Regions from separate parts of the Sus scrofa genome. Here region 1 is linked to region 2. Evidence: chromatin contacts called from public Hi-C data. All regions are on one chromosome and are shown on one strand. Each heading gives the region's core, a stretch centred on a gene start, on an enhancer-like site or on the middle of the called end of the contact. The rest is flanking DNA. Distances are from core to core; before and after follow the strand shown. Region 1 overlaps LIMD1 (LIM domain-containing protein 1). Region 2 overlaps LARS2 (probable leucine--tRNA ligase, mitochondrial).

The links. A called contact is a pair of places that touch in the nucleus more often than the background predicts.
Region 1: a Hi-C map of omental adipose tissue shows a contact between it and region 2, with 3 times the contacts expected there. The contact joins two enhancer-like sites. A contact is called at or near these places in 3 of 5 promoter capture datasets (fetal liver, fetal skeletal muscle and liver), 29 of 47 Hi-C or Micro-C datasets (adipose tissue, alveolar macrophages, blood and 14 more) and 2 of 2 datasets of contacts at active chromatin or transcription factors (alveolar macrophages and skeletal muscle).

The regions. Positions count from the first base shown.
Region 1 is chr13:28,789,026-28,796,941 of Sscrofa11.1, forward strand. It overlaps LIMD1 (LIM domain-containing protein 1), which reads left to right. Exons shown (of 8, transcript XM_021068638.1): 3 at 7,115-7,182. Among named protein-coding and RNA genes, the nearest start is that of TRNAR-ACG, 24 kb to the right of the region's middle. Within about 2 kb of position 6,651, at least 8 of the 83 cell types and tissues checked have an H3K27ac peak or open chromatin away from gene starts, as enhancers often do. A contact at or near this core is called in omental adipose tissue, where this site is marked.
Region 2 is chr13:28,663,642-28,671,184 of Sscrofa11.1, forward strand. LARS2 (probable leucine--tRNA ligase, mitochondrial) reads left to right here. Exons shown (of 21, transcript XM_021068636.1): 15 at 1,260-1,360; 16 at 4,203-4,385; 17 at 5,836-6,005. Among named protein-coding and RNA genes, the nearest start is that of LIMD1, 63 kb to the right of the region's middle. Within about 2 kb of position 1,595, at least 9 of the 83 cell types and tissues checked have an H3K27ac peak or open chromatin away from gene starts, as enhancers often do. A contact at or near this core is called in omental adipose tissue, where this site is marked.

The DNA of each region.
Region 1 (7,916 bases), core at 5,401-7,900, 130 kb after region 2:
ATGAGGATATGGGTTCGATTCCTGGCCTCACTCAGTGGGTTAAGGATCCACATTGCCATGATCTGCAGTGTAGGTCGTGACTCAGATCTGGTATTGCTGTGGCTGTGGCGTAGCCCGGTACCCACAGCTCCAATATGTGACCCCTAGCCTGGGAACTTCCATATGCTGCAGGTGCAGCCCTAAAAAAAGCAGGAAAAAAAAGAAAGAAAAAAGAAAATGCCCTTCTCTGTTCCCTATAGGAGAAGAGAAACTGGATGCCACAAGTAGGTGTGCACTCAGCCAACATTAAATAGTGGGGGCGGGTCGTGGCATAATGGCACAAACATGTGGATCAGGCGTCAGACAACCTGGCTTCTACCTGCCCACTTTCTACCTGGGTGAGCCTGGCTGAGCTTTGGAATCCCTGAAATGGAAATGGTAATGTATATAATTGTGGTGTTTTAATGAAGAGATGAAGAAACCCAGAGAGCTGGGAGCAATCCTGGCTGTTAGTTCCAGTGATTCCTGAAAGTAAGCAGTCTCTGCATCCTTGTCATGCTCCATGGTATTGACATGTGACGGGTTTGATTTCTGCCCCATTCATTGCTGAACCCCTCGAGGCTGAAACCTCAAGTATGTCTCTGTGAAAGGCGTGTGGCAAGTGGGGACAGAAAGGAGGCAAATGATGCAGTAACGTGTGGCCGAGTTCTTAGACATCTGTAAAGCCTTTTTTAGTATGTGAAAGTTCTAAATACAGTCCTTGAAACATAGAAGGCAGTCAGCAGATGTTAGGTTTTTTTTCTCTTACTCTGACAAAGCACAAACTAATAAATATAGATATGGGATCCAGTTTCTAAACTCAGGTTTTGTTTTCAGACTTTAGTGAAAACTGGAATTTGAGTCCTTCAGAGCAGAGGAAGACCCCACCCTCATAAGTCTGTGGGGAAGTCCTCATTTTTTTCTTCTTTTTTTGGTAATAAAATAAATGCAGATGCAACATCTGACCTCTTCCCTGGCCTCTAGGTCTGAACATGTGACTCCTCAGCTCTAGGGCTTGACAGCAAGAGAATTTGCCTAGTGAGTTGGGCCCTTTTTTTTTTTTTTTTTTTTTTTTTTTGCTCTTTAGGGCTGCACCTGAGGTATATGGAAGTTCCCAGGGTAGGGGTGAAATTGGAGCTATAGCTGCCGGCCTATACCACAGCCACAGCAACTCGGGATCTGAGCCACGTCTGTGACTTACACCACAGCTCATGGCAATGCTAGATCCCTGAGACACTGAGCAAGGCAAGGGATTGAACCCATATCCTCATGGATACCAGTCGGATTCATTTCCACTGAGCTACAGCAGGAACTCCTGAGAGTTGGGCATTTTAAAAAATGATGATCTGGAGTTCCCTGGTGGCCTGGCGGCTAAGGAGCTGGCATTGTCACTGCAGCAGCTCAGGTTGCTGCTGTGGCAAATTCAGTGTCTGGCCTGGGAGCTTCCACATGCCGTGGTTGAGGCCAAGGGGAAAAAAATGGTGACTAGGGTGATATCTGCTTATTATTAAAAGTCGGGGAAAGTGTAGGAGAGTGTAAAGAAGCTAATAACTAGCAAACACCCCTTCACCTGCCCCCACCCCAATCAGGCAGATACCATGTATGTCCATTCAGAGGCACTGTCATTCTTGGACAGATTTCCTTTCCAGCCTTTTTTGTTTTTAGGGCCACACCTGCAGTATATGGAAGTTCCCAGGCTAGGGGTCAAATTGGAGCTGCAGCTGCTGGCCTACACCACAGCCACAGCAACACTGGATCTGACCTGCAGCAGTGACCTACACTGCAGCTTCTGGCAATGCTGGATCCTTAACCCACTGAGCAAGACCAAGGATTGAACCCGAATCCTCAGAGACAACATCGGGTCCTCAGCTGCTGAGCCACAATGGGAACTCCCTCCAGTGTTTTCCCTTTAATTTCTTCTTTACTTAGTTAAAACTTATATTTCTTTTACTTTTCACATTATTACATATGTGTTTTCTTTTTAAAAATTAAGAAGAAAATATTGTTTCTCAGATTATGAAAACATAATTCTAGAAAAAGGAGTTCCTGTCGTGGCGCAGCTGAAATGAATCCGACTAGGAACCATGAGGTTGCAGGTTTGATCCCTGGCCTAGCTCAGTGGGTTAAGGATCTGGCGTTTCTGTGAGCTGTGGTGTGGGTCACAGACGCAGCTCAGATCCTGCATTGCTGTGGCTGTGGCATAGGATAGCAGCTATAGCTCCGATTTGACCCCTAGCCTGGGAACCTCCATATGCTGCAGGTGCAGCCTTAAAAAGCAAAAAAAAAAACCCTAGAAAAAGTTAATCTAGAAATGTATGAAGCAAAAGTGAATTACTGTGTCATACCATCTTGAGGTACTTAATATTAGAAAAAAATTTTAATGTTGAAAGGTACAAAAGGGTAAGTGAAATTTCCCTGTAATACAATCAACCAGTGCTAACCCCTATTAGTTTTTGTGTGCAGTCTTTCAGTTTTTTTCATATAAATGCTCTGTGGGTCTGTGTGTAAGTTACTGAAATGGAATTGTACTATAAATACAGTTTCTAGCTTGCTTTTGCAGGTTCAATCCCTGGCCTTGCTCAGTGGGTTAAGGATCCGGCGTTGCCGTGAGCTGTGGTGTAGGTCACAAACGCAGCTTGGATCTGACATTGCTGTGGTTGTGGCATAGGCCAGCGGCAACAGCTCCAATTGGACCCCCAGCCTGGGAACCTCCATATGCCGCAGGAGCAGCCTAGAAAAGGCAAAAAGACAAAAAACAAACAAACAAATAAACAAAAAACTGTTAGAAAGTACCATAGGTAATAACTTAATTTACATACCAACCAGAAGGCATAAACATTTGTATGTTACCATTTTGGCTCTTTTTTTTATATGGCCACACCTGCGGCATATGGAAATTCCTGGTCCAGAGATTGAATCTGAGCAGCTGTGACCCAGGTTGCAGCTGCAGCAACACCAGGCTGGGGATCAAACCGGTGCCCCTCCAGCAACCTAAGCCATTGCAGTTGGATCCTTAACCCTCTATGCCTTAGTGGGAACTCCTTGCCATTTTGGCTTGTTTTTTATAAAGGAAATAAAATATTAGAGATAAGTTGTCATCATCTTGGTCCCCCATCCCGTCCCATTGCTCCCTTCTCCAAGGCAGCTGCTATTATGAACTGAGGTATGGATCCTTCTGGTCCCAACTTTTATACTGTTACCACATATACACGAATCAATAAACAATATGTAGGAAGAGTTTGTGTGTGTATGCATGTGAGCTTGCTTTAACTGACATATTCGTTCTCTCTCATATGAACGCATTGTTAAGCAGTTTTCCTCATTTGCACATGAGTATGTTCAGTTCAATTCATGATACCTACAGATCTAGTCCTTTTATTTTGATTGCTGTGTAGTATCATATCCATTGACGGTAACTCCAAATTCTTCCTCAATGTGCTTATCAACCTTTCCATATTGGAGAACACCGAAGAGGCTCTGAGTGATGTTTTGCTTTGTTTTTTTCCTTTTTTTTTTTTTTCTTTTTTGGCCACCCATATGGTGGCATATGGAGTTCCTGGGCCAGGGATCAGATTCGAGCTGCAGGTACAGCAATACCAGATCCTTAACCCACTGTGCTGGGCCAGGGATTGAACCTGTGTCTCACTGCTCCCAAGACGCCATGGATCCCATTGTGCCACAGCAGGAACCCCGTGTTCTGGGTTTCTTAGTTTTCATTTCAGGGCTGCAGTGACGATCCATACACTGCACACTGCATCCTGCACACGGGGGCGGGGGGGGTCTTCTCAAGGGGTGTCCCTATCAGTGTGTTGTGGGTAAAGTCAATTTTCAGCTCAGCTGGCTCTCACCTATTCTTCCCCAAGTCAAGCCATTTGACACTCTCACCAGCAGTATGGAAGGGACCCTCTCATCTCACACCTTCACCAAGACAGGGAGTCAGTCATCAGACTTGGTAATTTTGCCCATCTGGGAATGAGTCGTCTTCTGATGGTGGTTGTAATTTGCTTGTGGGATTGAACATCTTTTTAAATGGCTATTGCCTAGAGTTTAAAAGGTTTTGTAATAGGGAAGAACCTTTGTGGTTTTTGTTTTTGTTTTGGTCTTTTTTTGTCTTTTTAGGGCCGCACTGGTGGCATATGGAGCTTCCCAGGCTAGGGGTCTAATCGGAACTGTAGCTGCTGGCCTACTCCACAGGCACAGCAACACGGGATCCGAGCCACTGCATCTGTGACCTACACCACAGCTCACAGCAACGCCAGATCCTTAACCCACTGAGCAAGGCCAGGGATCCAACCCACAACTTCGTGGTTCCTAGTCGGATTCATTTCCTCTATGCCACAATGGGAACTCCCCTTCGTATTCTTTTTACAAATTAATTACTAGGGGGATGTTGCCTTTAATCTTAAATTAGACATCATGGCCCATTTCTGGGAACCCTGCCACCCAGGTAATGAGCATGTTTAGCTCACAGGAAACCTCCTGACCAGGCCCACCTGTCTATGGCTGCAGGTAGGAAGAAATGAACACATTCCTGATGGAACCAGGAAGTGTTTGACTTTACTCCTTCCTCTTTGGGTATAAAAGAAGCCTGGGAGTTCCTGCTGTGGCCTGGGATTGCTGCGTGTCTTGGAAGCACTGGGACGTATGTTCGATCCTCAGCACAGTGGGTAAGGATCTGGCATTGCTGCAACTGAGGCTTAGGTTACAACTGTGACTCGGATCTGATCCCTGGCCTGGGAACTCCATATGCCGCAGAGCGGCCAAAAAAATAAAAGAAGAAGAAGCCTGAATTCTAACTTGGGCAAGATGGTTCTTTGGGATATGAGTCCACCATCTTCTTGGTCTGCCAACTTTCCGAATAAAGTCACTATTCCTTGCCGCAACAACTCATCTCTCAATTTATGGGCCTCTTGTGTGTCAAGCAGCATGAGCTTGAACTTGGGACAGTTTTCTTTTCTCTGTACCTTCCTTTGCTCCTTTTTCCCATTGGGCTTCCTGTCTTTTTCTCAGGATTGTCGCCCTTCTTTATAGGCTCCTCCCTTGCTGTGTGTTGTCACCATCTTCTCACCGCTGACTTGCCTTTCCTTCTAGTCCATTTATTGCCCTTGATTAAACTGTTCCCAAGCCCTTTTACTCTGAGGCTGAATTGAAATTACCATTTCATCCTCAAGGAACGTAGCACATCCCAGAGCATGAGAATATTCTACAGGAACCAGTCAGAGGATTGGGGAAATATTGAGGTAACAGTGGCAGCAATTGACACCATGCAGAGGGTCTGACCAGGCTGGGAGAAGGACAGAGCCTTCCTAATAAGCTTGGTGTAGAGGCAGGAAAAGGGACCATCCATGGATGGAAATCCTTACCATGCCAAAGTCAAAGCCAGCTGCCTATATATTCTCATAATAGCTTTTGTTTTTCACACCGAGGCCTTTAGTCCATCTGGAGGATTTTGCTTTCATCGTTGAATTTATTTCCATTTTTGTGGCTTTCCCCCTTCACTGATGCTTTCAAAATCCTCTCTGAGTTCCATCCAACGAGTTTTCACGGGCAGTCTCCCCTGTTACCTGGTGCTCTTTTCCTGCTCTGGGGTGTCACAGGCAAAGACACCCATTGTGTATGGATGGGATTTCTCCGTCTCAAGCACTGTTAATGTTTGTGACATTTGTGGTTTGGGTTTCAGGTGGACGTTAGCCCTCAGGGGCTTGTTTCTACTAGTGTTTAGAACTTACTCTGTTTTTTGTTTTGTTTTGTTTTGTTTTTTTCAGTCTTTTTAGAGCTGCACCTGCAACATATGGAAGTTCCTAGGCTAGGAGTCTAATTGGAGCTGTAGTCTCTGGCCTGCATCACAACCACAGCAATGTGAGATCCGTCTACAACCTACACCACAGCTCACAGCAACACCGGATCCTCCATCCACTGAGTGAGGCCAGGGATCGAACCCACATCCTCATGGATACTAGTCGGGTTCGTCACTGCTGAGCCACAACAGGAACTCCCAGAATTTCATTCAGTTCTTGAACCTCCCATGTAGTCTGTTTGAGTATGTTTTGTACATTGCCCTAGAAATACTCTCAGATCTGGGGTGGCTGCTGTGTACAGATCCAGGGCCTCCTGTAAAGATGGCTCCCACGTACCTTGAACAGGTGGCCCGCTGTGTTTTTTCGTAAGGGAGCCAGGCACTGGATGAAGTGTGCTGGCCTGGCTCTATGGAAACTGAAGTTACACCTAAGGAGTCAGGGTGTTCTGAATTTTTCACATTCCTTCCCACCCCTTTAGATCAAGAGAAAACGAGAGCAATCCATTATCTTTCCAATAGTATGTGTTTTCAGATGAAAAAAGTTATGAAAATAAGGGCTGGCCAATTTATAGGACTTTCCTGATAGGATGTCCTCAGTGTTCCCTGGAGAACATGTGACAGTCCCCAGTGCCGGTGGGGGGAGGGGGGGACAGCAGCTTCACAGGAGACTGCTGCCTGGTACCTCCCACATGTGGATGCCTCTGATCTGTCACCAGATATCTCACTGGCTTCTTTCCCAGTTGAGAGGAGGTGCGAGGACTGTATAGCGTGGTTGCCAAGCTGGCTGTAATCTTCCTGCCAGGCAGCCCCCCCCCCGCACCCAAGGGAACCCTGTCTTCTGTCCTTACCGTCCATTGCCAAGGACCGCAGCAGCTTGCAGGAGCCAGAAACTATTGTGGATAGTTGGCATATTCTGCATGTTTATTTCTGCTTAAAAAGATTTTGGGCAGAATAGACCTGTGGTTGCCAAGGGGGACGGGGAGGAAGGGGGTGGTTGGGGAGCTTGGGGTTAATGGATGCAAACTCTTGCCTTTGGAATGGATTAGCAATGAGATCCTGCTGTGTAGCCCTGGGAGCTATGTCTAGTCATTTATGATGGAGCCTGATAATGTGAGAAAATAGAATGTGTACATGTATGGGTAACTGGGTCACCATGCTGTACAGTAGGACAGAAATTATATTGGGAAATAACTATTAAAAAAATAATAATCATTTAAAAAAAAGATTTTGCCTTTCTTTTCACTTTTTTCACTGCCGATTAACATTTTCTTTCTACCCTGCCTATGTGTTTTTCCTTAGGCCGGAAGCTGAGAGGAAAAGCCTTCTATTTTGTCAACGGCAAAGTGTTTTGTGAGGAAGACTTCCTGGTGAGTTTGTTCACCCAAATGTCCCCGCCTCAAGGTCTAGGTGGGGAGTGTGCAGAGAGGCCAGCTCACCAGAAGAAGGTGCTTCCTGTCCATGGTCCCCAGTGCACTGTTGGAGAAGGGGGTCTGACCTTCCTTCTGCAGATGCATGGGGTGGCCCACGTTCCTGGGCAGATGGCAAATAGCAGAGCTTTGATCTTCTCAGGGATTTTTAGGTCGCCGGGCCTGCCCTCCTGTTGCTCTGTCCCTTTCTGCCAACTACCCCCAGCTCTTAAATCTCACTCTGGGAGCTGGGCCCTCCTTATTCTCATCCTGCCTGCCTCTTCCACACATTGAAGGGCCATCCATGTGCCAGTAACAACCAGATCTGAACTCCTACCCTGTCGGCCCCTCAGAGGCCAACCACTGACATCTCCCTGCCCACTGGACAGTCCCCAGAGTTGGCCCCCCAGTTCTCCCCCACCACCCCTCCCACTCTGCTCAGAAGTCTCCTTGGACCTTATCTCTGAGAACAGTGTCCTGGATTCCTCCTCGACCCTTCTTCCTTCCTGTCTCATCCAGAGGGTGGCCAAGCATCAAGCCTGGTGCCACCACGTCCTCCCTGGCCTGCTTGGCTGGGCCCCCACATGGCTGCATGGTATCAATGCCCAGGCCTCAGTCTCCAGGGTCCAAAGCATGCATAGAAGCTGCAGTCTGGGCAGCCTTCCCTGCAGCCTCACATCTGGCTCACTCTGGGG
Region 2 (7,543 bases), core at 345-2,844:
TGTTGATGAGAACGTCAACACATCCCCAGACTCAGACGTCCCTCCCTGCCTTATAGTATGAAATACGGACACCCGCTTTCAGCCTCCGCCTCCGCCTCCAATAACAATTTCAAATATGAAATAAAGTAATTTCAGTACGAGGCTCAACTGCTGCTTGTACTCTTAAGAGAAAACGTTTGTATTTCACTGCGCAGCCAGTAAGGGTGTGACTAACACTACCTTGTGAAAAAACAGGCACTATAAATAAGTTATCATCCACCCATATGTAAAACACTAGGTAGCTGTTTGAAAATGAAACAGACCTGCATCGACTAATAGTAACGGCCTTGTCAGAGGGGAATGGGCCTAGGAAGGTGGGGCATGGGTGGGGAATTTGAACAGAAAAGGTGCATTCATGTATAGTTTGTATGATTTAAACATTTTAAAGTGAATGTAAGCAGGCTCTGTATAAAATTTAAGGGAAGAGTAATCTTGAACAAAACCCCAATGTAAACCTTTCTGTGTCCTCTTGAGCCCTTCCTTACACCAGGCTCAACATCACTGACATTTGTGTGGTCGTTTAAAATTTACAAGTATTTTCAGTCATTTCATTTCATCCTCCCAGCAACATTTTGAGGTAGGTTTTCATTTTATTTTGTTTGTCTTTTTTTAGGGTTGTACCCACAGCATATGGAACTTCCCAGGCTAGGGGTCAAATTGGAGATGCAACTGCTGGCCTACACCACAGACACAGCAGCATGGGATCTGAACCGCACCTGCGACCTACCCCACAGCTCACAGAAATGCCGGATCCTTACCCACTGAGCAGGGCCAGTGATCGAACCCTCATCCTCGTGGGTACTACTCAGATTTGTTTCCACTGCATCACAGTGGGAACTCCAAGGCATGTTTTTATCATCCCCATTTTACAGATGAATGGACTGATGCTCAGTGCAAGTAAGTGACTTGCCTTGGCTCATGAAAGTCATTAAGAAGCAGAATAGAGATTCAGATCCAGGCCTTCCAGACCTGAGACCTGGTATTCTTTCTACTTCGCCACATTGGAAAGTAGTTAATCTCTGCCAATTTGGCTTAACTTTCTTATCGTTTATGTGTAAGAGGCCACTTATTCAAGTTGGGTTTATAAGTGGCATTTGTCCACCTGTCTGTTTTTATGAAGGTGGTTATCTCTACCCAGCAGCTGGTAAGGTTCGTACTGCTGTTTTCCAGATGCTTTGAATTCCTACCCCAGTTTTCTTTTCCTCTTAATCTTTCCTCAGAGAGCCTTTTCATAAGCTGCTGGCCCAAGGCCTTATCAAGGGGCAGACATTCCGCCTACCATCTGGACAGTATCTCCAGCGAGAAGAAGTGGATCTCACAGGTGAGAATGGCCCTCTCATCCCAGCCAGGTGATCACAGAGAACTGAGCAGTGGGCGCTGCCGGCCCAGGCTGAGCTGCCAGGGAACCCAGGGGAGCGCTCCTTTAGCCTCATGGTCTCAAGGCCTCGCTTGCTGTGGGCAGCTCCTGAGGCTCCCAGCCCCTTCTCATCTAGCTCAAGTGTCATTTCAGCTTCTGGAAGGGTAACATAGAGTCAGCACTGGGTCATCTGCTGTCCTAGCCTGCATTTGGTAGCCCATCTAGGCGGGTGTTTCAGAACCTCAGGGGACCACCACCACACTACTGCTCCCACAGTGCCCAGAGCGCCCCCTGGTGGAATACCTCCCCCTGACTCCCTGGGCTTCCCTCTTCCAGCTTTTCCTTTCACCCTGTGTTTTCACTCATCCTCAGAGAATTTCCGGTGACAGGAAGAGGGTGTATCACGTACACTTAGAATACACATAAATGACGTGTTAGAAAATTATTAGGCAGCTGTGAGAAACTATGGCCATTAAACATAGAATCACCAGTGCGTAATGAATTTAAGTAAACCCACCAACTCCTTAAATGGTAGACAGCCTCCCAAGCCAATCACTAGAAGGAAGGGTTAGGTGGGAACAGTCAATGGAATTGCCTAATTAAAGCAGTCATTTTACCAGAGTGTAAAACGGAAGGTCCATGGGAGGAAACGGAGCTGGAGAAGCAGAATTTGGCAGTGTTTCTCCAACACAGACAAGTGGGAAAGGAGCTAAATTCAGGGCCATGTAACTCGCAACTGCTAGTGAAGTGCTGTCTGTCTGTCATGGGCAGGGCTGCCCTGTACAGCTGTGCAGTTTGTGCACTGCACAAAGGTAGCCAGCCAAGGGGGTGAGCAGGGCCTAAAATCCAGACACTTGCCAGACCACACACCTCAGGGCCACCTCTGCCAAGAGAGGGCACCTTTTTCTAATGTCTCAACTTCTCTGCCCAGAAAGATACCTTTTTCCTAATTTTCACAGCAGTGTTGTTAAGGTTAGTCACAGCCCAGCCTTGGGGTGTCGGCTAGAGGGGGCAGTGGTTCCCTGGGCCTCACCACAGCCGGGATAAAACATCTGGGACGTCAGTCTCCCTTGGCTCAGACGTCATGGGGCCAGGCCATGTCGTGAGCATCTTTTCCCTTCCCACGCAGACTTGCCCCTGGGGGAGGATACGTGCTTGGATCAGCAAGGGCAGGCATCCATCTGCTTGGTGGGGAGGCTCTCAGGATGTGTGGAGCTGGCTTGTAGGTGTATACGCCGGGCCTCTGGGAGTTTGGTTTCTCTTGGAGTCGGGAAATATTTAGCTGGAAAGAACAGAAATGCACCTAAAAGCGACTTTTGCACCAGAATAAGGGACATCAGCTGTAGGAAATATGGCATGTAGGAGGCCGCCAGGCCACCCCTCTCCTCTCTCTTTCTCAAGCCTCTAGTTCCTTTTCCAGCACCTGTCAATTCTTCCGCTCTGTTCTCCTTCCTCTGCCAGGCCTGGATTCTGCTCTCCCCAATTTCAGTTTACACAGTGATCTTGGGCAGCCGCAGGGCCAAGTCTTGCCCTTTCTCTTTAGGACCTTCTGGTTCCAGTGCCGAACAGCACGGAAACAGTTTCTGCCTCTTAGTTCCAGTTCCTGAGACAGAGGCTTAGCCTCATCAAACATCCCTCCTGGTCCAACCGCTGGAGCGCAACAACACAGTCACTTCATCCGAACACGGCCATGGGGGGCCTCCATCAGCACCATCTGGACCAGGGGTGTGGGTGGGAAGGAGACGGAGAACAGGGCTCTGCAAAGGGACACCACACTTACCGTGGGCCCTGATGGTGACTTTAGCATGGACAGGAACACCTAACCTCCAGGTGAAGTGACCTCTCAGGTGCTTTGCTGCTCCGAGACCCTGATGGGTCAGCTGCCAGCTTCCAGGGGAGACCCTGAATGTGTAAAGGAAAGAGCAGTATGCCAGCCTTTCTTATTCTCTTCTACTTATCTTTTTTGTATATGAGTAATTTCCTTTTTATAAAGAGGGAAATCACTGTCTTATTTTGAAATTGAGAAGAAGATGGCACAGGCTGTCGTACATGTCATATATATTCATGAAAGATTTATGTTTTGCTGTTTTGTTTTCCTTCAGGGCCGCACACACGGCATATGGAAGTTCCCAGGCTAGGGGAAGCTGTAGCCAACGGCTTATGCCACAGCCACAACAACATCAAATCTGAGCCATCTCTGCAACCTGCACCACAGCTCACGGCAACACTGGATCCTTAACCCACTGAGCAAGGCCAGGGATCGAATTTGCATCATCATGGAGTTCCCATTGTGGCACCGTGGTTAACGAATCCAACTAGGAACCATGAGGTTGTGGGTTGGATCCCTGGCCTTGCTTAGTGGGTTAAGGATCCGGCGTTGCTGTGAGCTGTGGTGTAGGTTGCAGATGCGGCTCGGATCCCGCGTGGCTGTGGTGTAGGCCGGCGGCTACATCTCTGATTAGACCCCTAGCCTGGGAACCTCCATATGCTGCAGGAAGTGGCCCTAGAAAATGCAAAAAATAAAATTAAAAAAAAACAAAAAAAAAACTGCATCATCATGGATGCTAGTCATATTCGTTTCCGCTGAGCCACGACAGGAACTCCTATTCATGAAAGATTCGTGATGGCAGGTGGGCCTCGTTTATTAAAAACAAAACATTTTTATGATCTACAGCAAGAGAACAGGCATGTTAAGTGAATTAGTGGAATTCTCCAAATGGACATTTTAAATTGTTCACACAGTATTTTCTTATTGAGTATATTGTTACAGAACCAATTCCTGCTGATGCATTGTTCCGGTGTCTAGGTTCTGTTCCTGTTCACGTGAAGACAAGGGAGAAATTAGAGGTGACGTGGGAGAAGATGAGCAAATCCAAGCACAATGGGGTGGACCCCGAAGACGTCGTGGAGCAGTATGGCATCGACACCATCCGGCTGTACCTCCTTTTTGCCGCCCCTCCTGAGAAGGACATCTTGTGGGACGTGAAGAGTAAGGCACCTTCCTCCTCTGGAATCCCCTTCAGGTGCCAGGGAGGTCGGGGCAGGAAATGTCTTTGCGAAAGACGGTAGTAGAAGGTTCTAGGAATCAGCTCCTCGAAGCAAGGAGCAGTTTGCCCAGCGTCCTGTGCCATTGCTGGACCAGTGTTCTGGGGTGCAGTGAGCCTCAGCCCACAGGGCAGCTCGCTGGGATTGCAGTTACCCAGTCCTTGCCCCCACCCTGCCGACCCAGCCCCAGGATGGGGCCCCTGAGCTCACCCTGTGCAGGTCGGTGGTGTTCTCAGGCAGCATCTACAAGGATCCCCCACTTTGAGAACGTTTCCCTGAACCAGACTGGCTCTCAGGGTACTCCTAGACACTGTGGTCCACTGTGGTCCATGTTTTACCCTGAAAGGTTTTTTCTGAAAGAGTGTCATTGCCCCTCACGAATCCAGAGACCCTCACATGTGATCTAGTCCTCGTGTTACCTGTGACCTCTTCAGTCACCCACAGCAGCCTCCAGAGTCCCCCCTCAAGGGAGATTCATTCCCTCCAAAGGTGTTTAGATCTCAGTAGCGGGAGGGAAAGTAATCTCAGATGTCTGGACCTAGACTGCGCTGTCCAGCAGCAGGTCAGTTCTCCGACCAGTCTGCCCCAGGTGCGCTATGAGAAGGTGCCTGTGTCACCATGTAGTTCAACATACCGTTTCTGGGGGGGAGTGTGGTCTGGACCAGTGGTCACAGATGCCAGCTCTGGAGGTCGAGTCCCCAGGGACACTCAGAGGCAGGTTCAGTCTCCCCACCCCTTCCTGTGGGACCAGCGCCAGGAATCTGTTTCCAACAGACCTTCCAGAAGGTCCTGCTGGGCATCCAGGCTTGAGAAGGTCTAGTCCAGTGGCTCGAATGTAAAAGACCTGACTAAGTGATCTAGCCACGTGACCCAAGGCCCCAGGCAAAGCCCTTGAGCTTCTCCAGGAGAGATGAGCAGCTGGATTTAACAAACATGTCTGAAATATGTGATACACACAGAGCTGGCAAGGACAGGGATCATGGTAAAACACCTCACACTGTGCAGCAGTGTGGCGCTGAGCATGGTCTGCGGTTCACCACTGCCACCGCATGTTACCTGTCCACGTGAGATGGGGGAGCCTGTCTGCAAGCGCACAGCAAGCTTTCCTAATTAAGGAGGCAATGACCTGAGGCACATCTGGGCCCAAGCTTCTGAGCTCCTTGTCAGCCATCCTGTGTTCTGGGTGTCCAGGGCTCTAGGAAATGATAGAGTCAGTCCTGGTCTAGGTTCTCAGACTCTGCAAACCAGGGGGACCCTTCACCCTGCCCTTGGAGAGACCCATCAGGGCACAATGAAGTGTCTTACTCACAGGTGCTTTGTCGCTTAGATGGGACCAAACCCATTATTCTCACGTGTCTCTCTTTCTCTCCCTCATTCATGGACGTGACGCTCAGCTGACGCTCTCCCCGGGGTGCTGAGGTGGCAGCAGCGTCTGTGGGCCTTGGCAACGCGATTTATCGAGGCCAGGATTTCCGAGAAGGTTCCCAGGCCTCAGCTGTTGAGTAACAAGGAGAAAGCGGAGGCCAAGAAGCTGTGGGAGTACAAGAACTCGGTCATCTCTCAGGTCAGAGACCAACCAGGGGACACTGGTTGATCTGTAAATGAGCCCTTATGATCCATGTGGTCCACGCTACCTCAGAGTGGGCACAGTGGGTCTTCCTCCTTCCCACTCACTATGATTAACTGACCTCACTGCTCTGGGAATTTCACCAAGGTGGAGCAACAGTGCAGATACAGATTCTAATGCAAAGAGATGCTCGCAGGACATGGCTCCCTCTAATGATGATCTGATTTATCCATCCCAGATCTCAGGAAGCTGCTCACTCTCCTTGTTGCAATATTTAACACATCCAGATAGAGAACCAAATTTAATATCACACTGATGACACCCTATATATGTTGTAAAAACAGACACAGAATTTTAGAGTTGAAAGGGGCATGAAAAGACTCTTCATTAGCTTCCTTATGTTATAGAAAGGGACAGAACTGAGGCACCGAGAGGTTAAGTGTCCTGTGAAAGTCACACAGCTAGTGAGGAACTGAGCAGAGAGTTCCCTGATATTCAGCTACTTTGTTACACGGTATTTGTGTGAGTTAATTTTTGCAAATAGATGAATCGTTCGTTTCACCTTCTTAGAGAATCATATATTGTTATCTAAATCATTTTGAAAGATTCTTCCTTGGTAGCATCCTTTAAAATTTTTCACCTAGAAGTCTGCCATAATACATGACATTCACCTTTTTAAGAACTACGTGGGAAAATGTCATGTCTTTGAAAGAAAATCTGAAGCTATTTTTTAATGCGTACCACATACCCCATATACTCCTTAGGCAGAATTTTCTTTTTTATAAGATGTGCTGATGCAAACTTATAGTCAGCCAAGGTCATTTCTCTGGACTCTGATAACTGATGACATTGAAGGAACAGGGCTTTTCCTCTGGCTTGTGTAGCTACAGTGGGCCTGCATGCAGCGTGGTCTCATTTGGTGACACATCTTCATCTTTATTCCTGTCCTCTGTACTCTAGTGCAGAGAAACAGAGCTCTCAGAATTGAATTTAGTGATCTGAATGATGCCTGAATAATTGTTTCCACACCGCATATTTTCTCTCTGGATTTGGCAAATTTCTCCATTCTGTCAGATAATAGAATTGGGTTATTTCCACAAGTTGGAAACTCTTGACATCTTAAGGATGTGTTGTTTTTCTATTTCCTTGCCCATGGTCGGGACTGAAAAGCCCACAAACAGGAAGAAGCTGACACATCACATTTGTGTTCTCATGTTGACTCCATATTTGAACAGTAAGACTGACCTTATCCCATATCCCAGTAGTTTCACTGTGAATTAAAGTCACGTAACCACGGGAAGCAACACTCTTTACCCCATCTGTTTACTATGGTTTCGGTGTTTGCTCATCAGGGAGTCCTGCCTCCTAGTCAGGTGATTTCTTAGGCACCTACTCCAGGGACCAACACTATCCCGGATGTGGGGGAAGAGGAACAGTCTTGAGTAGTGGAAACATCGACTTGGATTTTTTAAATCTTTGTGCCAAGGGAACAGATAGTAGATATATTTATAAATGTCTTTGATTGCACACATTTT